Linked DNA regions of Xenopus laevis: region 2 is linked to region 1. The links are chromatin contacts, called in public Hi-C maps. All regions are on one chromosome and are shown on one strand. The core of a region is the stretch at or near the end of the contact, and the rest is flanking DNA. Distances in the headings are between cores, read along the strand shown.

Region 1 (5,443 bases), core at 2,800-5,299:
ACAACCTGAAAACAACTGAACTGAAAAGAGTTTAGAAGGTGAACACATTTAAGGCCCAGAATAAGATTTAGCCGAATGTAACATAGTAACGTAAGTTAGGTTGAAAAAAGACACGCATCCATCAAGTTCAACCTTTTTACTTTTATTTAACCTGCCTAACTGCCAGTTGATCCAGAGGAAGGCAAAAACCAGCTGAAGCCTCTCCAATTTGCCTCAGAGGGGGAAAAATTCCTTTCTGACTCCAAAATGGCAATCAGACTAGTCCCTGGATCAACTTGTACTATGAGCTATCTCCCATAACCCTGTATTCCCTCACTTGCTAAAAAGCCATCCAACTCCTTCTTAAAGCTATCTAATGTATCAGCCTGTACAACTGATTCAGGGAGAGAATTCCACATCTTCACAGCTCCCACTGTAAAAAACCTCTTCCGAATATTTAGCCGGAACCTCTTTTCTTCTTGATGCTGGTGACTGGCATTGCTTGATAAAGCCAAGTAGAAGCGTCGTGCAGGTCTGGGATTCTGGATAGCTCTGTGTGTCCTGATACATTTAACTCAAAACACTCCACTAAAATATGTGGATATATGTGGAAAAACTGCAGTGGCATTATAGGTAGTTGTTCTATAGAAGAGGCTCTGGATATTCTTGTGCACAAGGTTATAGGCAACATTGAAGCAAATTGTGCCTTTTTGCTCAGAATTTTTAATGCAATGGGCTTATAAACCAATGAATCAAGATTTTGGATGTGCTTGTAGTACAGATGATAAAACATCTATGATAATTCCTGCATACAGCAGCCCTGTGTCCCATGATCATGTAGTAACATCCGTCCAAACGAGGCAGCAGTGATACCCCATTAATAATGGGGCCTGTAAAAAGGTGGTAAAATGTTATTCAGGGCTCCCAACCATGGGAGAATTGCTGTCAGAATTTAACACTGGAAAGTAATTGGGGAACACAAGGGACACACGTAGAAGTACTGCTGGTAAGGTTTTAAATATTTTGCTACACCAGGTTTCTGTGAAAACCAATAATGTGTCCGTATTGCTTTAATTACAGAATCATTCATGGTTATTTGCAGTGACCGGATTAGGGGGTTTAATAGCATCTCCCCATATCCTTCCTTGTTTGTCAGAGGCACCAAAGCATTTTTAGTATGTTGGAGCAATGTGAGCTGCTCTTACGCTTTCTTTTTCCTTTCATGTCTGTTGCTCAGTTCTTGATTTGCTGTTGTTAGCACTGGTATGTCCCTTCCATCAGAAGATGCAGATTGTATGGGAATATATGTATAAGTATGGGTACCACAGAAGGCACATTTAAGCATTATAAAACTTATTTTGGCCTTAGTTATAAAACATACAGGATGGTGACTTTTTTTTTTTTTTTTTTTTTTAATTCTCCCTTTTTCTTCTCAAAAAAATTCTGTCTAACAGAAAACCTAATCTAACCAGTCTATTAAAAACCTTATCTATCCTGTCTAATAAAAACCTTACACAGACACACTTATTTTATATGTCCAATCACCCCATACATAATATTCTGGATATTTGTACGAGTTAATACACACACCTCTGTGGTGAAAAATGTGTGTCTAATGCATTTCAAGCATTTGCAATGACATGATGGTCTGTTGGCCTCAAGAATGCTCAGTCATTTTGGGGAGATCAGCACGCACATATTTTAAAGTTCATTCAGAATTTGACCAGTTTGTACTGGTTTAAGGGAGGAGTGATAATTCTATAATTGGGAGCTTGGCCAGAACAAAAGGAATCATTCAGAGCACAGGCTACGAGGAATTTCCATAAGACAAAACATATTTATAAATGTTTGCATTTCGCTACCTCCAAAAAAGCATTACATTTTGTGTAAAATGAAATACTCTTTAAAATGCTGTGGCATTAGTCCCTAACACCTAGTTTTTCTTTTTGTGTAAATTCTAAATACATTGGGTTAGCTATTTCTAAAAATGCATGGCCTGCTCTAGAATTTACTCCAAAATCATTCATTTTATTGAACTTAGAAATATATGGGAGGAAATCATTGGAAGTCTAGTAAACTTGAGTAGCATAATAATAGCATAAGAACGCATGTACTCTGTTGTTCTTTTCATTAAGCATTATTGGGGTAATATAATAAAAGGCACTAAATTTGCCCATGAGCAGTAACCTATAGCAACCAATCAGCAGGTAGCATTTACCGGTCACCTGTTTAAAAGCAAACATCTTATTGGTTGCTATGGGTTACTGCTACTGGGCAAACTTAGTGCCTATTATTACATATGGGTGTTCATCTGTTTAAAAAAAAAAAAAAAAAGATAACAGACATTATCTTATTACTGTTCAAAAGACTTCTGTAGTTGAAGCACTAGTAACTCCTGAAACTATAAATACATATTTAGAAACAATATGTTTGGTTTTTGAGGTTTTACCAGTCCTGTTTCAGAAGAGTCTAAAGTATTTCTTTGCATAGTATATTTTTCTGTCTCTGGACGAAGCATTGCTGATTGAGGAGAACATCAAGGTCAACCTTTTTGAGCAGAAGTGATGGCGTCATTGCATCCTATGGTGAATTCATTCGCAAAGATAAATGTTGTTTATTTCTGGCTCCAGTGTTAACTGCAAGGATGCAGGGAATGAAGGTCCTTTGAACACAATTGGCTGTGCACCCTTACTTTTATACTTGTTCGAGTAAAGATGAATGGAACATGATTTCCCCTCCTTTCAGTTGTGATTATGTTTCTATATTGTAGGCCTAGCATCCAAAATGTTCATTTTTAAAGGTCACATTGTAAAAAGAGAGAGAGAGAGATGTATTGTTAATAGCCCTCACGTTTGGGAGAGAGGTGCTAACATCAGACAGATTGGTATTAAACTTCAGCACATAGGACTTAAAATAAATTTGTTTGTGTGCTCAGCAGCTGATGGGAGCTGTTTAACCTTTGATGTACCAGAAAAAAATCTAAAGCCGTCTGAATAGTGGAGCTCTATGTATAACAGTGTTTTAAATTGTTATATTCCCACAGAGCAGCAGAAGTTGGAAAGGGGAAATGGCAGCTCAGAACAGCACTAAAACAAAAAAGGAACTATGATTTTTCACAAAAAGTGCTTTTAATACAATAGCACATAATTTCACAAGAAACTTGTACATCCACTTCTCTAATAACTGGCCAAAAGAATTATTTCTCTTAGTAAATATTTATACTTTTATTAGAGTGCTTCTTTCTCAGCTATCATTGATATTCAGTGTTCCTAGTGATCTACAACAAATTATGCTGCAAGTTGAAGCAATGTGTAGCGAGTGTTGCCAAAAATGTGCCTGTTTAGAGACACCCACAACCAGTGTCGGACTGGGATGCCTGGGGCCCACCAGAAAACGTGCGGGCCCTCTCCAAATTGTTTTTCCTTTTTTTCTTCATTCACTTTTCTTCTTTCTTTATTATTTTAATCATTTCTCCGTACATATTATCATCCATGCTTCCCTCCATTTCCTCTCCTCTCTCTCTCTCTCTCTTAGAAATGGGGGAATGGCTCTGGTATAGACATACAAGGCAAATAATTGATTTAATTGCTCATTTTTAACTGGCTGGGAACATCACACTTGTTCATAAAATGGCATGGCTGAGTAAACCATTAATGTCTCAAATAATATCAAAAATACAGCATATTTTGAAAAAATAATACTAAAGTATTCTCTAAGATGTAGGGATCACAAAACCACATGCCACAGCTCCAAGAGGGGAATGTTGACATTTTGGGCAATTTCCCATAGAAAATTTGTCACACTTTATGGCCCATGTCAAATTTCAAAATTAAATGTAAAAAAATATGTTCTCTCTTGTGTCAAACCGATTTCAATGCAGAATTCTGCTGGAGTAACACTATTATATGATGCATTTTTGTGTAAAAAAAAAAAAAAAAAAAAGTTCTCGCCACTAATATAGGTGCAATACAATAGCGGGTATTGTAAAAGAGTGAGCAAGACTACTAGTGCCTTGCATCACACCCCTCCCTCTTTCCTATGCTCATATGGACATGCCAGACCTGTTATGCCCTGATAAGGCTCTGTATGTACTACATGCCTGTTAGGGTGGTGGGAAGCAAACTTTGTCAAGGACAGTAATATGGCCTCTGAGGCTTAACAAGCATGACTGTTTGGAGTTCACTTGGTAAATTACACAGATCAGTTCTGGTTGGTATTGCATCTGTCAACAATGAGTAACTTGTGATAACGGTTTTGTAGCTCCGTTTCAGTAATTACACAGTTTGATTCAAATGGTTCAGCTAGCCTTTCACAGGCCAATCTTGGCTGCTGACTCGGCCAGTCTTGACCTGCTAACTATTTGCTAGTGCAATGGTTCCAAATGAAGGCCTCCCTGATAGTTTTCCAATGATATCTCATTTAGATACTGACCAGGAAGTCTGGCAAATCTCATTAGTGAATATTGGTCGGCCAATAGATGCAGTTCTCATCTGACTACAACTCGGCTACACAGGCCTCATGTGATCACATTGTTGGAAAAGAAGCCAGGCATATTATCCCAATTTGTCCTCAGTACTTCCTTTGTATTATCAGGGGAGCCATGTACTTGCATTGTAAAATGTCACTAGTTTTCTTATTCAGTTTCAGGCAGAGCTTTTCTCTTTTCTACACTCATAGCTACTCTAAACTGGGGACACAAATTCCCATCAGTATTGCTACATTCGGTTGAATTTTATTGTACTAGGGCATCTGCATATAATATATATATATATATATATATATATATATATATATATATATATATATATATATATATATATATATATATATATATATATATATATATATATATATATATATATATATATATATATATATATATATATATATATATATATATATATGATTTTCAGATATGAGGTATTTCTGCTCTGTAAGTGCACGGCATATGGTTGTGTCTATGAATTGTGCTCTTTCTCCCCACTGGCTAACATATGTTTGACATTAAGGGATACACCATAAAATACTCTTCCTGCTGTTTAAAAACAAGGTCACCAGCATGTTTGAGAGATGTTTCTTTTTATAAGTTAATTGAAAACCCCTTGACATCAAGATTATAAAATAAGCTCATTTTGAATAACTATTTTGAAAAAAGTCTCCCTAGGCTATATAATATTTGTAAACCTAAACCCATTAGGACTTTTTTTAAAAAAAATGCGTTCTCTAGCAATAAAAATAGTGTATTCAATTAACATTTTAATGTATTAAAATGCAGATATTCTTGCCCATTTTAAGCAGTTATAATTTTAGTGATTTCCTATTTCTCTGTTTTAATGAAAGTTGTACTTGACTGTGAAGCTGAAGAAGCATTATGTTGACAGCAAAACAATCCTTTGAGATTTCTTCTAAATTCAATGGCTTGTAAGCATTCTAGATAATAAATATCTGTACCTCTACTTTAAAA
Region 2 (5,994 bases), core at 2,887-5,386, 100 kb after region 1:
AAAAAATCCTTCCCATGCACTGTTAGATTAGGAAAGGGAAGATACATATATATTGTATACACTACAGGTATGGGATTCGTTACCCGGAAACCCTTTATCCAGAAAGCGCAGCATTACAAAAAGACTTAATTTTATCCAAATAATCAGAATTTTTAAAAATGATGTCCTTTTTCTCTGTTATAATAAAACAGTGCCTATTACTTGGTCCAAAGTGAGATATAATGAATTCTTATTGGAAGCAAAACCAGCCTGTTGGGTTTATTTAATGTTTACATGTATTTTTAGTAGACTTAAGGTATGAAGATCCAAATTAGAGAAAGATCCATTATCTGGAAACCCCCAGGTCCTGTGCATTCTAGATAAGAGGTCCCATGCAATTTTAGTGCTAAAAATGGACTGTACAAACTCCATTTGAGTACCAAGTAGTGCAGTTCCACTTATGTCCAGTAATTCTTGTATAGATTTAGGATTGAGGTATTTAATTACAGTAAATGGTGCTTCTAATAAAGGACATTGGGCCAGATAAGGGAGGATTTTGGAGCGACCCGACTCGCTGTGCAAAAACGCAGGCGTCAAATCGAATGCGACGAAAATAAGGTATGTGAATGCATTGTCGGATGGCGTTGCAGCGTTCGAACGCGACACGCTGCGACTTCATCCAACATTTCCATTACTTACATTATTTCTGTTGCATCCAGCATGACGCCTGTGTTTTTGCACAGCGTGTCGGATCGCTCTGAAATAGTCCGTGAAGTCCTTCCCTTAGACATGCTTTAATAGCTCATTGATTATGAATGCTAGAGTATATATAGTGGTAGTTATAGTGAGACCTCAATTTTACATCCCCTGATTTTAAGTTTTCTCTCGTTTTACATTGTTGTTTTGTTGTCCCACCTATATATTATGCATAATACCTTTCCCTGATTTTACATTTTCCTGGATTTTCCACCATTTTTTTTCTGGTCCCTTGAAAAACATAAAAATGGGGGTTCTACTGTAGTCAGGAGTGTAACTACAGAGGAAGCAGACCCTGCGGCTGCAGGGGGGCCCAGGAGGTATAAGGTCCCCATGAGGCCCTAATTAATATATAATTTCAATAAATATTCCTAAAACAGGTCAACCTCTAAACATTTAGGGGCCTGAAAAATAATTTCCTGTGGGGCCCAGTAATATCTAGTTACGTCACTGACTGTACGACTTTATTTTGGGAGGTATATTAAGCATATACAACAATTAGGGTTGCCACCTGGCTGGTATTTTACAGGCCTGGCTGGTAAAAATGATGGTTGATCCCAACGTTATTAATAGGGAAAAAAGATAAATATATAGGAAGGCCGGTATTTTTTTTTCCAGAAAAGGTGGCAACCCTAACAGCAATAAGGGCATACACTGGGGTGGCCCAATTTCCTACTGGCTTTTGATTTGTCTTATCTTTTTCTTTTCTGTTAATACCATTGGCAGTTACATGTGGATGACCAGCACATACAGCATTATAGTGCCAATACATATAGATACAGGAGTATTGTGCTCCTGCCAACTCAAGATGGCTGCTGTTGTGGTTGGTCCCCAGTGTTATTTATAAAGGGAATAATGCGCCTCTATTTTAAAATGTAATAAAACAAGGACTTGAGAAGTCACTGACGAGTTCAATGAGCAGAGTAAAAGCAGGAGAGGTTTCCTGTGAGAAGCCAGTTCATCACCATGACATGAAATAAAGTGTGAAACATGCAGGGAGTGCCTTAATATGTCTCTAATGACAAGGGATTAGTTAGTTGACATTGTGACGTATCATTATGCGTGACAGTCTGTGTTCCTGTAGCAGCTTTTCAGCACTACGGAAGCCGGACTGTGATTACAGGATAATATTCCACCTGCTAAACTGGTCGGACTGGTTCCAAACTGTCCAGGCGGCACCTCTAGTCACAAAGCACTCGCATGGGTAGAAACATGGTTCCACCATTATTCATAATCACGTTCTGCCATTCACTTTCACTCGTCTTAGTGACGCGAATTGATTTTATTATAGATTGGGCATCTGCTGAAGCAAAGGGACAGATGTTAATCAGGAATAATGGAACACTGGGCTGTACCAGCTAATCACACACACCAATTACACAGAACAGGGGCACAATACATGTACTCATGTTGGATTAAAACAATGAATAAACCCAAATTTCTATACTAATTTGAGACCCTCCCGGTTTTGGTCCCTTCTAAGATCCTTTCAGATATTCAACTATCATTCCATAGATTCATTTGGGGAAATAAGAGACATAGGCTTTCCAAAAATGTTCTTACGAGTGACAAATTGCAAGGGGGCTTGGGGGTTCCCTCCATACATAAATAACATGATGCTGCACATTTGCGATGGCTGTCAGCCTGGTCTCAACATGAAATCGGGCCACTTTGGGCAAGAATCGAAAACTCTCTCCTAGACCAGACACACATGGGAGCACTAATATGGAATATAGACCCTTATCCAATACTTCCTAAGACCATATTGGAAACTTCCAAATCTACCCTTACAACATGGTATCGAGTAAAGAGTAAACAGGGCCTAATTTCACCCTTCTCTTTAAAGACACCATTTCTGCAAAATCCTAAATTCAAGCCAGGCACTCAGGCCTCACTGTATGGAAATTGGGGAGCAAAAGGTCTTTTTAAAGTGTATGATGTACTCACTAGGGATGCCTCCCATGTTCTCCAATTCGGAGACCTCCAAGCCAAATCACCCGAAATCCCAATAAGATTTTTCGAATTCCTTCAGGTTCGACACTTTATATCCTGTTTTCTGGCACAGAAACGTACTGTAATCTTATCTCCTTTTGAGAGTCTTATGAAAGGAGGTTGGCCACAAAAGGCTCTTCTATCAAATATTTACAAGATATTAAACTCCTTGCCAGCTAACACACCTCCAAATCATAAATATATGTCATATTGGGAACAAGAATTGGAAGGTCCCTTAGAACCGGAGGACTGGGAGGCCATATGGAGTAATGCTAAGACAGGAGTGACATGTGTGAAACAAAAAGAAAATGTATATAAAGTAATAATGCATTGGTATATGACTCCTAAAAAACTGAACAAAATCAACCCAAGTATCTCGAATCAGTGCTGGAGAGGTTGTGATGCAACGGGGACGTTAATGCACTTACTCTGGTCATGCCTAAAACTAGATAGATATTGGGATGAGGTACACCAACTAATAACTAAAGTCACATGTACTGAAATTGGGAAAGACCCGGTCACCCACCTGTTGGGAAGACCCATGCGAGAGATATCAAATACCTCACAAAAGCTGGTAAACCATATATTGACAGTGGCACGTATCATGATAGCAGCAAAATGGAAATCAGCGACAATCCCCACTATGTTAGAACTACATAGAAAACTTATTGTGAACATGAACTTTGAGAGTACCATAGCACACATTCGAAATAAAACGCCCAAATTTTTGGCCATCTGGGCCCCATATGAGCTTTTAGGGAAGCCAGTAGATATGTGAGAAGGGTTACGTGAACTGGATACATACTTTTGATATGTTCCACATAGGGACTGGGCCCTAAGTAGAAAACCTTAGATTCATCCTGGAGTTTCAAAAGGGAAGGGAACCATTGCCTGTTAGGATTTCCCGATCAGGCAAGGGTAATTCACTTAAAGAAAAGATAACAGCAGCAGGCAGACCAGTTGTTTTTTATGTTACATTCGTGTTTATTGAACACAAGCCACATACATTTGAAAATGGATAATACAATGTGATCTTTTTATACATGTCATTATTAAGAATTGTACAAGGGACACTGTGTGTACCCACAATGACTACTGACTTTTATATGCAAATAATGTGTATTTGACTTTATCCAATAAAAAATTCAAGTTACAAAAAAAAAAAAAAAACAATGAATAAAAACTACTCGTGAAATAACCTCACACACCAAACCCATATTAAATATGGCCTCACTGGCCTCTATCACATCCGCGTGGCCTGAAACCTATAAGACTTCCTCCTGGGCGTGCTCATTATTGGTTGCCCGTCTAATGCTCTATGACTGGTCCGTGAGCGCCTATAGACTTTGCTGTTTCCGGTTAAATAGTGCATTGCGATTGGATTGGAAGGTTCGGCCAGTTTTCGGTGACCCAATCAGCTTCACAAGGAATGTGCCGATCCACCCGATTGGTCCTCGGTGGCCTACTGCATCCAAAGCGGATTGGCTGGGTTGACAGTTCCGATGTGCGCTGAACTGTGTACTGGTTGAAGTAGAATGTGTGATGTTGGCAACTGGGGATCTGGGACCGTGTGTGAGAGGTGAGTGTCGCTGCGCTGTAACTCACAGCTGACTGAAATGATATGCAAAATAAGTTGGATTTCAAGAATCTGCGCTGCGCAAAGGCTGCCGGGGATGGTGAGAGAGTTGTACTTTATCCTCTCAGCCGCAGGGCCGCGGGTTACTTACCTCTGTGTAAACTGAACGGGGACACTTGCCTTGTTATTGATGATGATGAAGGGTTGCTGGTGTTGTTGGGCAGAGCTTGGCTGTTCCATTGCTGAGATCACTATGCCAGGGCTCATGTGCAGGCGGGTATCTTAGTCACTTGGCCACCTGGACTCCTCCTGGGCAACCTGATTCCACATGGAATAGTCTGTGAGACATACTCTGCCCTGGGACATTCATTCAGGGTCATGTACTATAGCAGTGGAAGCATTGTTATATACATGTTGTTGTACATTAGAGCTGTACTTTCATTGCGACTCCAGCTTCCCACTGACACATCAAGGCTGTCATATCCATATTGCCTGCTTGCCATGCCTTGTGCCCAGGTCCACAGCCCAGAGCAGTCCATAGTTGGGGGACAGGGGGCAGCCTGAAGGCCCTTTTAAGTGGGATTTGGGGACAATACCTTTTGGCCTTATAAGATTCCCCTGGAACCATCGACTGAGTATCATGTAAGTTGTTGGATAATATCAGAGAAATTCCTTGCCTTTACTCTTTATGTTGCTTAACTTTCATTCATAAATGCAACATCCCTCCCTCCTGTCCTGCACTTTAGCAGAGCTTTACAGGCATAGACATTAAGCAATACATTGGCAGCTGAAGTATCGACAGAGGAAACCCGACTGAAACTGGAAGTGACCCATTGAAGTAGAAGGAATCTGAACCATGGCCTCATTATGTTTGAGATGCTTGGTGACATTAGGCCTTGGGAAGGTGAGGTGTTGAACTAACAATTAGTAAATGAATGGGAACTATAAGGGCAGTGTGTAGTAGAGGTGGTGAAGTTTATTTGGCCCTCTCTTTTAGCTACAGTTGGTAAAGGGACCTTATACTTTTTTTTCAGTTGTACTCATTTTAATTCAGTTTTTCTGTAAATGCTTTCTAAAATATACTTGCCCTTGTTATTCTGTAGAGGGAGTCTTGTTTGCATTGATTTACAAAATTTGTAACATGTGAAATCATTTATTTTGGCAAAGAGATATTGATCCCACGTAATATGCCCATTTTTTTTAATAATTTCATTTTCAAATCTAAGATTTTCCAGATAACAGAGCATTCTGTATTGTACAGCCTTATGATCAACTAAAGAACCGTAATACATTCCAAAAAGACCAAATGGATTTGTTTTTGTCTTATTAAATTCGAGATTAAACAGGTTGTTCACCTTTAAAAGAACTATGAAGAATGATGTACAAAGTGACAATCTGAGACAAGTTGCAACAGGTTTTTTTTTTATTATTTGTGATTTTTGAGTTATTTCGCTTTTTATTCAGCAACTCTTCAGTTTGCAATTTCAGCAATATGGTTGCTAGCGTCTAAATTAACCTAGCAACCATGCACTGATTTGAATAGGAGAATGGAATATGACTGGGAGAGCGCTTTACTAGAAAGATGAATAATAAAAAGTAGCAATAACAATACATTTGTAGCTATACAGAGCTGTTGTATTGTAGATGGGGGTCAGTGACCCCCCCCCCAATTTGAAAGTTGTAAAGCGTTA

What was found. Hi-C and Micro-C count contacts between places; a contact is called where the count stands out from the background.
Region 2: a contact with region 1 is called in a Hi-C map of the XL177 cell line, with 4 times the contacts expected there. The contact joins the promoter of fam20b.S here to the enhancer-like site in region 1. A contact is called at or near these places in 3 of 4 Hi-C or Micro-C datasets (the XL177 cell line, the XTC cell line and animal cap).

The regions. Positions count from the first base shown.
Region 1 is chr4S:79,337,497-79,342,939 of Xenopus_laevis_v10.1, forward strand. The region is part of intron 1 of LOC108715629 (ras-specific guanine nucleotide-releasing factor RalGPS1); the gene reads left to right. Among protein-coding and RNA genes, the nearest start is that of LOC108715629, 31 kb to the left of the region's middle. Within about 2 kb of position 4,050, at least 1 of the 7 cell types and tissues checked has an H3K27ac peak or open chromatin away from gene starts, as enhancers often do.
Region 2 is chr4S:79,438,899-79,444,892 of Xenopus_laevis_v10.1, forward strand. fam20b.S (glycosaminoglycan xylosylkinase) reads left to right here and starts at 4,137. Exons shown (of 8, transcript XM_018260961.2): 1 at 4,137-4,306.